2 separate regions of the Capra hircus genome follow, and region 2 is linked to region 1. The links are chromatin contacts, called in public Hi-C maps. All regions are on one chromosome and are shown on one strand. The core of a region is the stretch at or near the end of the contact, and the rest is flanking DNA. Distances in the headings are between cores, read along the strand shown. Region 1 has its middle 11 kb from the start of TRNAS-GGA. Region 2 has its middle 27 kb from the start of SCYL1.

Region 1 (6,762 bases), core at 805-3,304:
ATCCCTGGTGGAGGAATGAAGAAACCACAAGCCATGTGGCATGGCCAAATAAATACAAATAAAACAACCCACATTCATGATCTCACAGTTCTCGAGGTCAGTCTGAACTGAACTCTCACCAAGCTGAGATCCATGTCAGCAGGGCCACATTGCTTTCCTGGAAGCTCCAGTTCAGTTCAGTTCAGTCGCTCAGTCATGTCCGACTCTTTGTGACCCCGTGAATCACAGCACGCCAGGCCTCCCTGTCCATCACTGACTCCCGGAGTTCACTCAGATTCACGTCCATCAAGTCAGTGATGTCATCCAGCCATCTCATCCTCTGTCGTCCCCTTCTCCTGCCTGCAATCCCTCCTAGCATCAGAGTCTTTTCCAATGAGTCAACTTCGCATGAGGTGGCTGAAGTATTGGAGTTTCAGCTTTAGCATCATTCCTTCCAAAGAAATCCCAGGGTTGATCTCCTTCAGAATGGACTGGTTGGATCTCCTTGCAGTCCAAGGGACTCTCAAGAGTCTTCTCCAACACCACAGTGCAAAAGCATCAATTCTTCAGCGCTCAGCCCTCTTAGTCCAACTCTCACATCCACATATGACCACAGGAAAAACCATAGCCTTGACTAGATGGACCTTAGTCGGCAAAGTAATGTCTCTGCTTTTGAATATGCTATCTAGGTTGGTCGTAACTTTTCTTCCAAGGAGTAAGCCTCTTTTAGTTTTATGGCTGCAGTCACCATCTGCAGTGATTTTGGAGCCCCCAAAAATAAAGGCTGACACTGTTTCCACTGTTTCTCCTCTATTTCCCATGAACTGATGGGACCAGATGCCATGATCTTCGTTTTCTGAATGTTGAGCTTTAAACCAACTTTTTCACTCTCCACTGTCACTTTCATCAAGAGGCTTTTTAGTTCCTCTTCACTTTCTGCCATAAGGGTGGTGTCATCTGCATATCTGAGGTTATTGATATTTCTCCCAGCAATCGATTCCAGCTTGTGTTTCTTCCAGTCCAACATTTCTCATGATGTACTCTGCATATAAGTTAAATAAGCAGGGTGACAATATCCAGCCTTGATGTACTCCTTTAGGGAGAATAAATCTATTTCCTGGGCTCAGTGGCCCCTTCCTCCATCCCTAAAGCCAGTGAAGGCCAGTGGGGTCCTCACAGCACTGCTCTCTTCCTTTTCTCTCCATGTTTCTCTCTGGCTCTTCTGCCTTCCTCTTCCTCACGATTACACTGGGCCAAGGCTGATAATCAGTCCTGAATATTCATTGGAAGGACTGATGCTGAAGCTGAAACTAGAACACTTTGACCACCTGATGGGAAGAACTGATTCACTGGAAAAGACCCTGATGCTGGGAAAGATTGAAGGCGGGAGAAGAGGACGACAGAGGATGAGATGGTTGGATGGCATCACCAACTGGATGGACATGAGTCTGAGCAAGCGCCAGGAGTTGGTGATGGACAGGGAAGCCTGGCGTGCTGTGGTCCATAGGGTCGCAAAAGAGCCGGACACGACTGAGCGACTGAACTTAAGGCGGATAATCTAGGATAATTTCCCTATTAAAGTCTGAAAGTGAAAGTGAAGTCGCTCAGTCGTGTCCGACTCTTTGCGACCCCATGGACAGTAGCCTGCACCAGGCTCCTCCATCCATGAGATTTCTAGGCAAAAGTACTGAAGTGGGTTGCCATTTCCTTCTCCAGGGAATCTTCCCGACCCAGGGATCGAACCCCAGTCTCCCGCATTGTAGGCAGACGCTTTACCGTCTGAGCCACCAGGGAAGTCCGTCTATTAAAGTCTACTGATTAGCAATTTGAATTTCCCTTCGCCATGTAACCTAACATTCACAGGCTCCGGGGTTAGGATGCAGACATCCTGGGGGTCCTTATTCTGTCTACCACGCCATCCTTCCTGCCACAGAACCTCACTCACTGCTTTGTGCTGCACGCGGCAATGGATTTACCTCCTCTCAGCGGGCTCCGACCAGACCTCCTTAGGCGGTCGCCAGGGGAGCTGGAGCGGCTGCCTGTAGGTTGCAGGTCCTGCTGTGGCCAGCAGGGGGCAGTTGAGCCCGCCCTTTCCTCTCCAGTTCAGCGGCAGAGGCGGAGCCCACACTTCCTGCCCGGATCCTACGCAGCCCGCAGCCCGGAACTCGGCCTGCTGCTTCTCAGGGGGACCCCGTGGCTTCTGACCGCCGCCACCTTCTTCTGGTCCACGATCAGGGGTTCTGGGCCTTCAAGAGCACCAGATACAGGGTTTCTCCCTCTGGTCCCCAGTTGGTGTTCAGTTCAGTCGCTCAGTCGTGTCCCACTCTGCGACTCCATGGACTGCAGCACGCCAGGCCTGCCTGTCCATCACCAACTCCTGGAGTTCACTCAGACTCACGTCCATCGAGTCAGTGATGCCATCCAACCATCTCATCCTCTGTCGTCCCCTTCTCCCGCCTTCAATCTTTCCCAGCATCAGGGTCTTTTCAGATGAGTCAGCTCTTCGGATCAGGTGGCCAAAGTATTGGAGTTTCAGCTTCAACATCAGTCCTTCCAGTGAACACTCAGGACTGATCTTCTTAAGGATGGACTGGTTGGACTCCTTACAGTCCGAGGGACTCTCAAGAGTCTTCCCCAACACCACAGTTCAAAAGCATCACTTCTTCGGCACTCAGCCTTCTGTATGGTCCCACTCTCACATCCATACATGACCACTGGAAAAACCACAGCCTTGACTAGACGGACCTTTGTTGGTAAAGTAATGTCTCTGCTTGCTTCTTAATATGCTGTCTAGGTTGGTGAAGGACCACATTTTTCAAAGATCAGGATCTACATCCCAAGAACAGATTCTGCTTTGGGAGTGTGTGTGTGTGTGTGTGTGATGAAAACAGATTCTGCTTTGGGATTGTGTGTGTGTGTGTGTGTGTGGAATGAAAACAGAGTCAAAATATTTAAAACCATGGAATCCAGGAAGTGGGGTGGGCACACTCGGGGTCTGCTCACGTCTGCCCTGCTCTCGTCAGCCCTGCTCCCATGCCTGGGGACTGTCCCAGGCCCCAGCCCTCCCCCCTCGCCGCTTCCCGGCAGTCCCGCCCATCTCTCAGCACCTCCCTTCCCCCACCCGTACTCTGCCCTCAGCTATTTTGAGCTACTTGTCTTAGGTATAATTTGCAAGCCGGAGAATAATAATAGCTCCAGCTCTTCCCAGGACCTCTGTGTCCCCTGCCCCTTTGACCTTGGCATTTGGGGAGAAGGAGGAAGTGGTGAGAGCTGACTCTCTGGGTCAGTAAGCACAGGCTTCGCTCCCAGCATCAAGGTCAGCAGCCTCCAGGGGCAGATGGACCATTTGGAGAGGTTCCTCTGGCAACCCACTCCAGTACTCTTGCCTGGAAAATCCCATGGACAGAGGAGCCTGGTAGGCTGCAGTCCATGGGGTCGCTAAGAGTCGGGAGGAGCCTGGTAGGCTGCAGTCCATGGGGTCTCTAAGAGTCAGGCAAGACTGAGTAACTTCACTTTCTCTTTTCACTTTCATGCATTGGAGAAGGAAATGGCAACCCACTCCAGTGTTCTTGCCTGGAGAATCCCAGGGATGGGGAGCCTGATAGGCTGCTATGGCGTCGCACAGTCGGACACGACTGAAGCAACTTAGCAGCAGCAGCAGCAGCTCTGCCCAGAGGCAGCTCCTGCACCACACACGCCTTTCTCTGTCTCTCCCTCTCTCTCCGATGCCACTCAGGCGCCAAAGGCAGTTGGAACAGAAACGTCCTCCTTCAGAGGGTCAAGGAGAGTCTGAACAACCAGTGCTCCAGCGGGGTCACTAAGGGGGTGAGACAGGCTCAGGCCCGAAGACGGTCCCATCCGCAGGGACGCAGCCTAAGCGAGCTCTGGCAGTGGGGGCTGCAGGTGGGCCTGGGAGAGGCGGAGGGGGCTGTGCAGACCCAGACATGGGAGGTGGTGGGTGTCGGCACCGTGCCAGCCCCTCGCCCACAGGTGGACGCCTGGTGGGTGGGGCTTGGCGTGAGTCTGGCACGGTGGACACAGGCCAAAGGGTGGAAGGAGGCTACAAAAGCTGGGACTGACTTAGTCTCGTCAGCTAAAAATGATGCACAACTTGGGAGCTGTGAGTTCAGTTTTATTTGGGGCAAAATGAGGACTGCAGCCCGGGAGGCAGCACCTCAGACAGCTGTGAGAGACTGCTCCAAAGAGGCAACGTGTGCGTGCTGCGTGTGTGCGTGCGTGCGTGTTAGTCGCTCAGTCATGTCCGACTCTTTGCAACCCCATGGACTATAACCCTCCAGGCTCCTCTGTCCATGGGATTCTCCAGGCAAGAATACTGGAGTGGGTTGCCATTTCCTTCTCCAAAAGAGAGGCAGTGGCAGAAGGTCAATATGTAAGATTCCATGAAGGGGTAGTTCCATGCAATCAAGCACTTACTTTACAAGAGGTTTTCTGCTAGTCACAAGCATCTGATGTCATCATGAAAGGATTTATGTCATCATGAAGGGATTTAGTGCTTTTCTAGATATGAGGAGATGCAGGACTGGGACCTTGAAATCAGTTCCTGAAAATATCCAATTATCTAAAGACCTGCCCTACCAGGGTACAGAGTGCCTCACTCCACCCGGAACTCCCTCCAGGGGTTGAAGGTCACCAGCTGCAGCAGCACAGGCTTCAGCCTCCACAGAGGCAGATGGCAAGTGCGCTTGTTGTTCAGTCCTTGGCAAGGCTTTTGGCAAGTACCAACTTGTAGTTGAGAGTCTGCAAGAGCGGGGCTGGCAAGGAGATCTGGAAGCCACTAGTGGGGCAACAATGGTCAAGGAGGGCAAGGCTTGTGGGACCAAGTCGCTCATTCCACAGGCCTTCCCTCTGCTGGGGGCTGGGGTTGAGGACACAACCGCTCAGGGTGGGGTGGAGGGGACAACTGAATCTGGTCAGCACTTGGAGGCAGGGCTTCAGGGCACAAGGACTATGAACCTGTAAAGGAGTGTGAACTGCAGGTGGGCTGGCCCATCTCCTCCTCTGTCTTATACACCAGGGTCTGGGAGTATCCACCCCTGGCACACTCTCCCTGGAATGCCTCCTACCAGAGAGGCCCCCCCCGGTTCCCTTGCTGCTGCTAAGTCACTTTAGTCGTGTCCAACTCTGTGCACCCCATAGATGGCAGCCCACCAGGCTCCCCCGTCCCTGGGATTCTCCAGGCAAGAACACTGGAGTGGGTTGCCATTTCCTTCTCCAATGCATGAAAGTGAAAAGTGAAAGGGAAGTCGCTCAGTCATGTCTGACTCTTCGAGACCCCATGGACTGCAGCCCACCAGGCTCCTCCGTCCATGGGATTTTCTAGGCAAGAGTACTGGAGTGGGGTGCCATCGCCTTCTCTGCCTGGTTCCCTTAGCAGCCCAAAAAGTGAAAGTGAAAGTCGCTCAGTCGTGTCCAACTCTTAGTGACCCCATGGACTATAGTCTGCCAGGCTCCTCTGTCCATGGAATTCTCCAGGCCAGAATACTGGAGTGGGTAGCCGTTCCCTTCTGCAGGGGATCTTCCCAACCCAGGGACTGAACCAGGTCTCCCACATTGCAGGCAGATTCTTTACCAGCTGAGCCACCAGGCGAGCCATAGAAAAGAGCTTGGCTGTTAAATCACCTCAGTCCTGTCCATTGCCTCCACGGGATCTTCCAGATCCAGGGATCGAACCTGCCTCTCTTATGTCTCCTGCATTAGCAGGCGTGTTCTTTACCACTAGCACCACCTGGAAGGCCCGGCTGGAGCTGCTCAGCAGTGACCAAGGTCACCCTTCATGTGAACTGCTGGGCGGGGGGCCACAAGGAGCACCCCCTCTCCCTTCTCCTCCTCTCAAGACCTGGGAGTCCAGGGCTGGACAGGCCGCCAGAGCTGGACCTGTAATCGAGCTTGTGGGCCTGCTGCTGACCTGGGAACTCATTTCCTTCCTTCCATCTGTCCAGAAACATCACAAATATTTACTGAGAGCCTCACAGTGGACAGCAAACTTTCTGTTGTTCAGTTGCTAAGTTGTGTTTGACTCCTTGCAACCTCATGGTCTGCGGCCTGCCAGGCTTCGCTGTCCTTCACGATCTCCTGGAGTTTGCTCAAATTCATGTTCGTTGAGTGGGTGATGCCATCCAACCATAACGTCCTTTTGCAAAGTGACCTTTACAAAACATAATTGTTAGGGACTTCCCTGTCAGTCCAGTGGTTAAGACTCTGTGCTTTCACTGCAGGGGACACAGGTTCAATCCCTGGTCAGGGAAGTAAGATCCTGCATGCTGAGTGACCAAATAACAAAACAAAACCAACGTAAATTGTTTGGTCAACACATGCCTGGAGGTCTGTTCCATGCCAGGGCCATTTTCAGAGACTGCCGGGCCCAGTGGAGGACAAAACGGATAGAAACCCCTCTCTTGAGGAGCTGAGTCCCAGTGGGGGTGGAGTAGGGTAGGATGAAGCTGTTAGTGGCTCAGTCCTGTCCAGCTCTTTGCTACCCCATAGACTGTACCTCTGTCCGTGGGATTCTCCAGGCAAGAATACTAGAGCGGGTTACCAGTGTCTTCTCCAGGGGATCTTCCCCACCCAGGGACAGAATTCAGGTCTTTTGCATTGCAGGCAGATTCTTTACCATCTGAGCCACAAGGGAAGGGGTAGGGTGGGGGGCACTCAATGAGAAGGTGACCCCGGCAGAAGCCAGGAGGAGCTGAGTGTGGACTGGACCAGGCGACCACTGGGTGAAGTGCTTTTAGGCAGGACAGTATTCATCAGAATTATGAAGTG
Region 2 (7,265 bases), core at 71-2,570, 69 kb after region 1:
GAGCTGAAATTTTTTCATGGAGTGGAAAATTTTAAGAGAATGTCTGAGCTAGGACTGCTAAGTCTGGATTTTTTTTCTTAAGCCTTAAGTTGAAGGGCAACCTTTTACCTTAACATAAAACGTTGGGTTACATAAATCGAACCTAAACGTTTTAAAAGGTTGAGTTGTAGATGATTAAAATACTATATACTATAAAGGCCATCTTAAGATTTAACTGAAGGTGGTTTCAGAAATAATGCCTGCAAATTCTCGGCGCAATAAAAATGGCGTCATTTGAAGCCTAGTTGATACTGAGGCTTTGTTTGGCTAAAGTTGACGGAAGTATTAGGAATGGTAGGAAAGAAAATTGGAAGTTTGAAGTGGAAAATTCGGAAGACAAGTACAGGAAGCAGAAGAAAAAACTAGGGAAGATAGAGATACACGTATTAGAAGACAGAAAACCTGAGCCTAGTAAGTAGGCAGAAGAAAAAGACAAATCTAGGAGAAAATTGAAAATACGGGCGAGTGCTTAAGATAGAATGAAAAGAAAGCTATTGGACGCAAACATACAAGATAGACGTCCAGAAATTTAGAAGATAGTTAAAAATCAATGTTGGATAAGTTACAGGAACAAAAACTGAGGAAATTTTTATAGCCGATAAGAATTTATTGTAAAAGCCCATCAGCTTATTTGTGGTGGTGCGGAAGTTAGATCTCAGAAGATGAGGGTTTTTTAAAACTACTGTAGACCAGGAACAACTTAGAAGAAAATCCGGAAACTAGAAGAAAGTCAGTTTAAAATCTTAGCAAAAAGTTACTTAAAGGGACTGAAGTAACTTAAAAGCTAAGAATGTATTTGGAAGAGTTAAAAATTTGAAAGGCCTTAAATGCGGTAGCGTAGTTTCCTTTGGAAAATGTAAAGGACTTTATAAGTGAATTAAATGGAAGAGCAAGAATTAACCATCGAGTTATTGGACTTTGAGCTAAGATGAATGTTTAAATCCTGACGAGTAGGCGCTAATTAACAGCTGACGCAGGTGCTACACAGAAGTGGATTCAGTGAAGCTAGGAAGACAGGAGCCGCAGACAGGATTCCAGGAGCCAGTGTTCGGTGAAAACTAGGACTGAGGAGCCAGCAGCAGTTCGTGAAGATAGGAAAGAGAAGCCCGGGAGCCAGTGCGACTTGGTGAAGGAAGCTAGGAAGAAGGAGCGAGCCCTAACGATTTGGAGGTGAAGCTAGGAGAGGATTCCAGGAAGGAGGAAGCCAGTGCGGTGTGGTGAAGCTAGCGTGCGGCTTGGCTTGGCAACCACGCGGAGGCGGCGAGCAGGCGGAGTGGAGGATAGATAGAGGATCCTAGAGCAGCAGCCCAGTGTACGAGCCCCGCAGGGAGAGCCAGTGGTGTGGTAAAAATCCGTGAGGTCGGCACTGTCGTGGGGTTTTTTTTCCTCCTGTAACTCACTATGGTAATACCTCTTAAATTTTCCTAATAGTAATGGGGGAGTTGTGTACTTAAGCATAAAGGGGATTTTATTACGGGGATGTAGGCCGGTTTTCGGGTGTCGTAGGTTTCTCTTTTTCAGGCCTATTTTCTCATGCATCTTGTCTGGAGCTTTTGAGGGCAGACTTCAAGGCCCGGAGGAATGGTAGATGGCAAGTGTTCTTGTTTTTTAACCAATATGAGGGATATCCTGAATTTGATAGAACAACTGAGACAACTTCAGCAAGCTTTGTAAACAGGTTTTATATTCAGTTTTTGGGTAATGAAGCATTTCAGTTTTGTGAGTAGAGGGCCTACTTTTCTTTCCTCACCCTGTATTTTAAAAGTTTTCTAAATATGTAGTTTCGGTGTATAATTATGGGCGGGGGGAGTTTTTTGTGGGGGGAGCAAAATATGTTTTGAGTTCTTTTCCCTTTAGGTCTGTCTAGAATTCCAAAGGCAAATGACTCGAGGTAACAGGCGAAAAGAAAATCCAGTATCAGGATAATCAGAACACTGCAGGTTTACAGTTTATAGAAACTAGCACAAGCAGCTTTCACTTTGAGGTCTGTGGCGCAGCTGTCCATTGGAGAAATGGCTGGTAGTTTATTCTTTTATTCCCACCCCTTAATTATATTTTTATAAAGTACGTAACTGGTTGTTTTTACTTAAGTATTTTGGGGTGGTGTGAACAGGGAAGAGGGTGGGGGAGAAACTGTTTTTTCTAAGATTTTCCACAGATTCTATAGTACTATTGACAAACTGAGTTAGAGAAGGATTGTACTGCTACGCTGTTTGGCACCAACACCTTCAGGGATTGGAGCAGCTTTTTTCCTTGGAAGAGTATTCCCAGTGAAGCTGAAATGTACAGCACAGTGCAGCTTTGGTTCATATTCAGTCATCTCAGGAGAACTTCAGAAGAGCTTGACTAGGCCAAATGTTGAAGTTAAGTTTTCAAGATACCTTTTAAGATACCTTTATTAAAGGGGAGGGGCAAATTTTGGCAATTTGTAGTTGGCAGTGGCTTGTGATGATTGGGATGGGGGGGCGTGGGTTTAGGTAATTGTTTAGTTTTTGATTACAGATAAACTCATGCCAGAGAACTTAAATACTTATGATGGAAAAACTAAAGAAATCTCAGCTTCCAAGTTGGCAAGTAACTCGCAATCCTCTGGTTCTGTTTTGCCCCAATTTTTGAATTTAACAGATGGGGAAGTTCATGAAGATTCACTGGATTTAAGAGTAGGGCTTGGGAAAGGAAAATGACTGGGGGTTGGTCCGGCCCTCTGTGCTTAGATAAAAACTTGGGGAATTTTTTTTTAACGGTAAAGTTGTTTGGATATAGTAGTGTGTGGTTCTCTCTTGGAATTTTTTTCAGGTGATTTAATAAAACTTAATACTACTATAGGAGCTTCAGAGCAAAGGAGGTGGCTTAATGATCCTGAAGGGATTTCTTCTGGTGGTAGCTTTTGTATTATCAAGTAAGATTCTTTTTTCGGCTGTATATAAGCAAGATTGTTTGGTTTATTTTTTTCTTTTTTAGCGTAGGAAAAGTTTGCTGTTAAGGTATGCTTCAAAATTATTGTTAATTGTATTTTGAATTTACATCTGAGCCTTGTAAATCATAACTGATAAGAGGGGGTGGGCTTTTGTTGATGAGGGAGGGGAAACCTTTTTTTCTGTAGACTTTTTTCAGATAACATCTTCTGAGTCATAACCAGCCTGGCAATCTGATGGCCTAGATGGAGAGGGGAACAGCTCCTTGGTGAATGATAAGTAAAGGCAGAAAAGATTGTATTTCATACCTACATTGGGGAAAAAGCATAACCCTGAGATTCTTTCTTCTGATGAACACATTGTCTGCACATGCAAAAAAAAAAGCAAATGAAAACTACCAATTTAAAGTTAATGGAATCTACTACTATAAAGTTAATGGCTTATCAAGCTGTATCCACAAAAATAATGAATTGATGAAAAATAATGATGAAAAATAACGATACATTGAAGATCAAATGTCCATCTGAATACTGCTTTTACAAAAGCAGAATTTAAAAAGTGAAATGAAAAAAAAAGTGAAATGAAAATAGTGCTACATATTAATCCTGGAAAAAAAAGAAGCTGAAATAATTGAATGAGTGGGATCAAGTGAATTGAGAGGAGGAAGAGGCTGTGCTGTTTGCCAATCTTTCGTTTGCCTCAGACAGGTTTTTCTTCATTATCAGAAGAGTTGCTTCATTTCATCTGGGAGCAGAAAACAGCAGGCAGCTGTTAACAGATAAGTTTAACTTGCATCTGCAGTATTGCATGTTAGGAATAAGTGCTTACCTTTGTGAAGAGCTGTGGAAGTCCTAGGTCCCTTACCTAAGGGATTCCAGGATTCTGAGGCTTCGTCCCATCCAGCCTTTTAAAATTAGACAGGACACCGTTCCTGTGGGCTTCGATGATGGGACAGCACATTTCACTCAAGAGGCAAGTAATTCCTTGAAGCCTCTTGAGATTAGCGAAAATTTTTATAAACATTTGTTTAGCTTTGAATCTGACAAGCCCTATTTAAGGCATAGTATTGTACTGTTAGAATTCAGATTTTGTTAATCTTGCTAAAATTTAAATGTTATGTGTATTGTGCAGAAAACCATTAAATCATTCAAAATAAAATACTTTTATTTTTAGAGAATGTATGCTTTTAGGAAGCTGTCTCCTTATTTAAATAAAACACTGTTTGTCTGTAGTTAGTGTTGGGGCAATCTGGGGGGGTTTCTTCTCATCTTTCAGAAACTTTGTCTGCGAACACTCTTTAATGGACAAGATCAGGAAATTGAGCAGAAGAACGAATTTAATTTAAGGCAGGAAAAAATTTTATCCTTCATAAAAGTGATGAGCATTTAATAATTCCAGGCACATGGCAATAGAGGCCCTGTAAATAAGGAATAAATATCTCTTAGACAGGTGGGAGATTATGATCAGAAGAACAGGTAACTTAACACCTACAATGTTTACAGAAAGTCAGGAGTCTTGTCTAGTGGTTAGAGTAATGGAATGTACTGTCAGCATTTCCAGTTTGCATGTTAACTTTGCTTAGAGTCATCTGGTGTTAGGCAATGTTCACATGTTGGCCTACTTTTTAGATACCTGGTGGGGGAGGGTTGGGTTTGTTTTTTTTTTTTTTAAAGAATTTTCCTTTGCAGAGGCTTCATTTCATCCTTCGTGAAGCTTTTCAGGATTTTGGCTTTCATATAAATGCTTGGCTCTGCCTTCTGTTCTCCTAGGGAGTGTGTCAGACTTTGCAGTGAGTTTATCGGCATATTTAAGTATATACATTTTTCCCCTTGAATTTGGAGGGGAGGGAGGAGAGGGTGGGGCTTACTTGTTTTAGCTTTTTTTTTTACAGACTACACAGAATGCAGTTGTCTTGACCTCAGGTCTGTCTGTTCTGTTGGCAAGTAATACAGTACTGTTCTGAGCCGCTGCTATTAGAATGCATTTTGAAACGACTGGAGTATGAGTCAAAGTTGTGTTTCCCCCAATGCTTGGAGTGGAGTAGTGATTGTTAAAAGAAAATCCAGCTGAGTGATAAAAGGCTGAGTGTTGAGGAAATTCCTGCAGCTTTTTAAGCATTCGTGTTTGTGATTGGAGCAGAGTCCCTTTTGCTGTGCTTGTTTTTTAGGTAAAATGCTTTTTGTTCACTTCTGGTAAGGGGGTGGGGAGGGCACTGAAGCCTTTAGTCTTTTCCAGATGCAACTTTAAAATCAGTGACAAGAAATAATTTCAAACGAACAGCAGTCTTCAAGAAATTTAACTGGCAAGTGGAAATGTTTACCAACAGTTCAGTGGTCTTAGTGCATTTGTCTCTGTTCGGGTGTCTCTCTCTCCTCCCCTGGTCTTAATTTTATATACAGGAACATTCAAAACAACAGACGTATGCGAAAGGCCAGAGAAGCCAGACCCAGTAAGGAAAAATAGTTTACTTTCTTTTAAAATAATAAACCAAACATTGCGTTTTAAATGTGGGGATTGGGAACCACTAGTTCTTTCAGATGGTATTCTTCAGACTATAGAAGGAGCTTCCAGTTGAATTCACCAGTGGACAAAATGAGGACAACAGGTGAATAAGCTTTTTGTATATCTACATACCAAGTCAGATCTGTTATGACTAAACAATTCAGTGTTAAATGACCTTTCAGCTTTACGCTGGAGTCAACAGCATGAGCAAGTTGTTTGTTGGCCTGGGGGTGGAGGGGTGAGGTGGGCGCTAAGCCTTTTTTTTAAGATTTTTCAGGTACCCCTCACTAAAGGCACCAAAGGCTTAAAGTAGGACAACCATGGAGTCTTCCTGTGGCAAGAGACAACAAAGCGCTATTAACTAAGGTCAATCAAAATTGTGTCGGCCTTACAGCCCCATCTTGTTAGAAACGAGGACTTGACTCAACCCCCTTGGCAGACAATGTGCATTGAGGCTCTTTCTTTGGGGGAGTGAGCATTCAAAGGAATGCTTGAGTACCTTGTATATATATATATATATATCCCTGTGCTTGTCCTAATATTTGGCTGTTTTCATAGCAGCTGTTAATGAAGCCTGAACCTCAAGTGATGCTTGAAGGGGAGGGAAAGGGGGAAAGCGGGCAACCACTTTTCCCTAGCTTTTCCAGAAGCCTGTTAAAAACCAAGGTCTCCCCACAAGTGACTTCTCTGCCACATCGCCACCCTGTGCCTTTGGCCTAGCGCAGACCCTTCACCCCTCACCTCGATGCTGCTGGTAGCTTGGATCCTTGTGGGCATGATCCATAATCGCTTTTAAGGTAATTGCCAAGGTCTTCCGGTGGGCTGCACTAGAAAAGACCATTAATTTACCTGCGGACAGGTAATGATATTTAGACCACAACTAAAAAGCTCTTAAAGTGTTATAGATGTGTGGCATTATCCAATGACTAAAAAAAAAAAAATTTCAACCAGTAAGTGGAGAAACAGCATCTAAGAACTGTCATATTGGGTGGGAGAGTACACTTATGAGCTGACAGGTGTTTTGGCAGTTGAGAGGGCTGTTGGGTGGGATTGCAAAAATTCTCTGCTAAGACTTTTTCAGGTGAACATAACAGACTTGACCAAGCTAGCATCTTAGCTGAAGCAGATTCTCCAGTGCTCTTCAGTAGGGTTACTTAAAAAGGTTTTTCTTTTCCTGAGAAAACAAAATCTGTTTTGTTTTCTCAGGTTTTGCTTTTTTGCCTTTTCTTATCTTAAAAAAAAAAGCAAAAGATGCTGGTGGTTGGCACTCCTGGTTTCCAGGACGGGGTTCGAATCCCTGTGGCGTCTTTGCTTGACTTCTACTCTCCAGACTCTACATTTTCCTCATTTTTCAGATGCTAGGCCCTAAAATTAGAAGGGAGGTGGAAGATAATAGCATCAAACTCTGCCTTTGTGTTTACATGAGAACGTAATGTAACTACCATGCCTCTAATTTGCAGATATTCCTCATGCAGTTAGTGTTTGGAGAAGCCTATTTTGAAAACTTGATTACACATGCCCGACTCTTTGCAACCCCATGGATAGCAGCCTGCACCAAGCTCCTCCGTCCATGGGATTTTCAAGGCAAGAGTACTAGAGTGGGTTGCCATTTCCTTCTCCAAGGAATCTTCCCAACCAAGGGATCGGACCCAGCTCTCTCACATTGTAGATAGATGCTTTACCATCTGAGCCACCAGGGAAGTCCCCTAATAAAAATTGAAAAAACTTCATTGGTGTGATTCATTTATGTATATACCAAACTTCTGTTCATGAATAGAAAATGTGTGTGTGGGTGTTCCTCCTGGTTCC

What was found. Hi-C and Micro-C count contacts between places; a contact is called where the count stands out from the background.
Region 2: a Hi-C map of blood shows a contact between it and region 1, with 3 times the contacts expected there. The contact joins two enhancer-like sites. A contact is called at or near these places in 3 of 5 Hi-C or Micro-C datasets (all in blood).

Annotation. Positions count from the first base shown.
Region 1 is chr29:44,021,932-44,028,693 of ARS1.2, forward strand. No RefSeq gene overlaps it. Among named protein-coding and RNA genes, the nearest start is that of TRNAS-GGA, 11 kb to the left of the region's middle. Within about 2 kb of position 2,055, at least 3 of the 5 cell types and tissues checked have an H3K27ac peak or open chromatin away from gene starts, as enhancers often do.
Region 2 is chr29:44,091,176-44,098,440 of ARS1.2, forward strand. No RefSeq gene overlaps it. Among named protein-coding and RNA genes, the nearest start is that of SCYL1, 27 kb to the right of the region's middle. Within about 2 kb of position 1,321, at least 2 of the 5 cell types and tissues checked have an H3K27ac peak or open chromatin away from gene starts, as enhancers often do.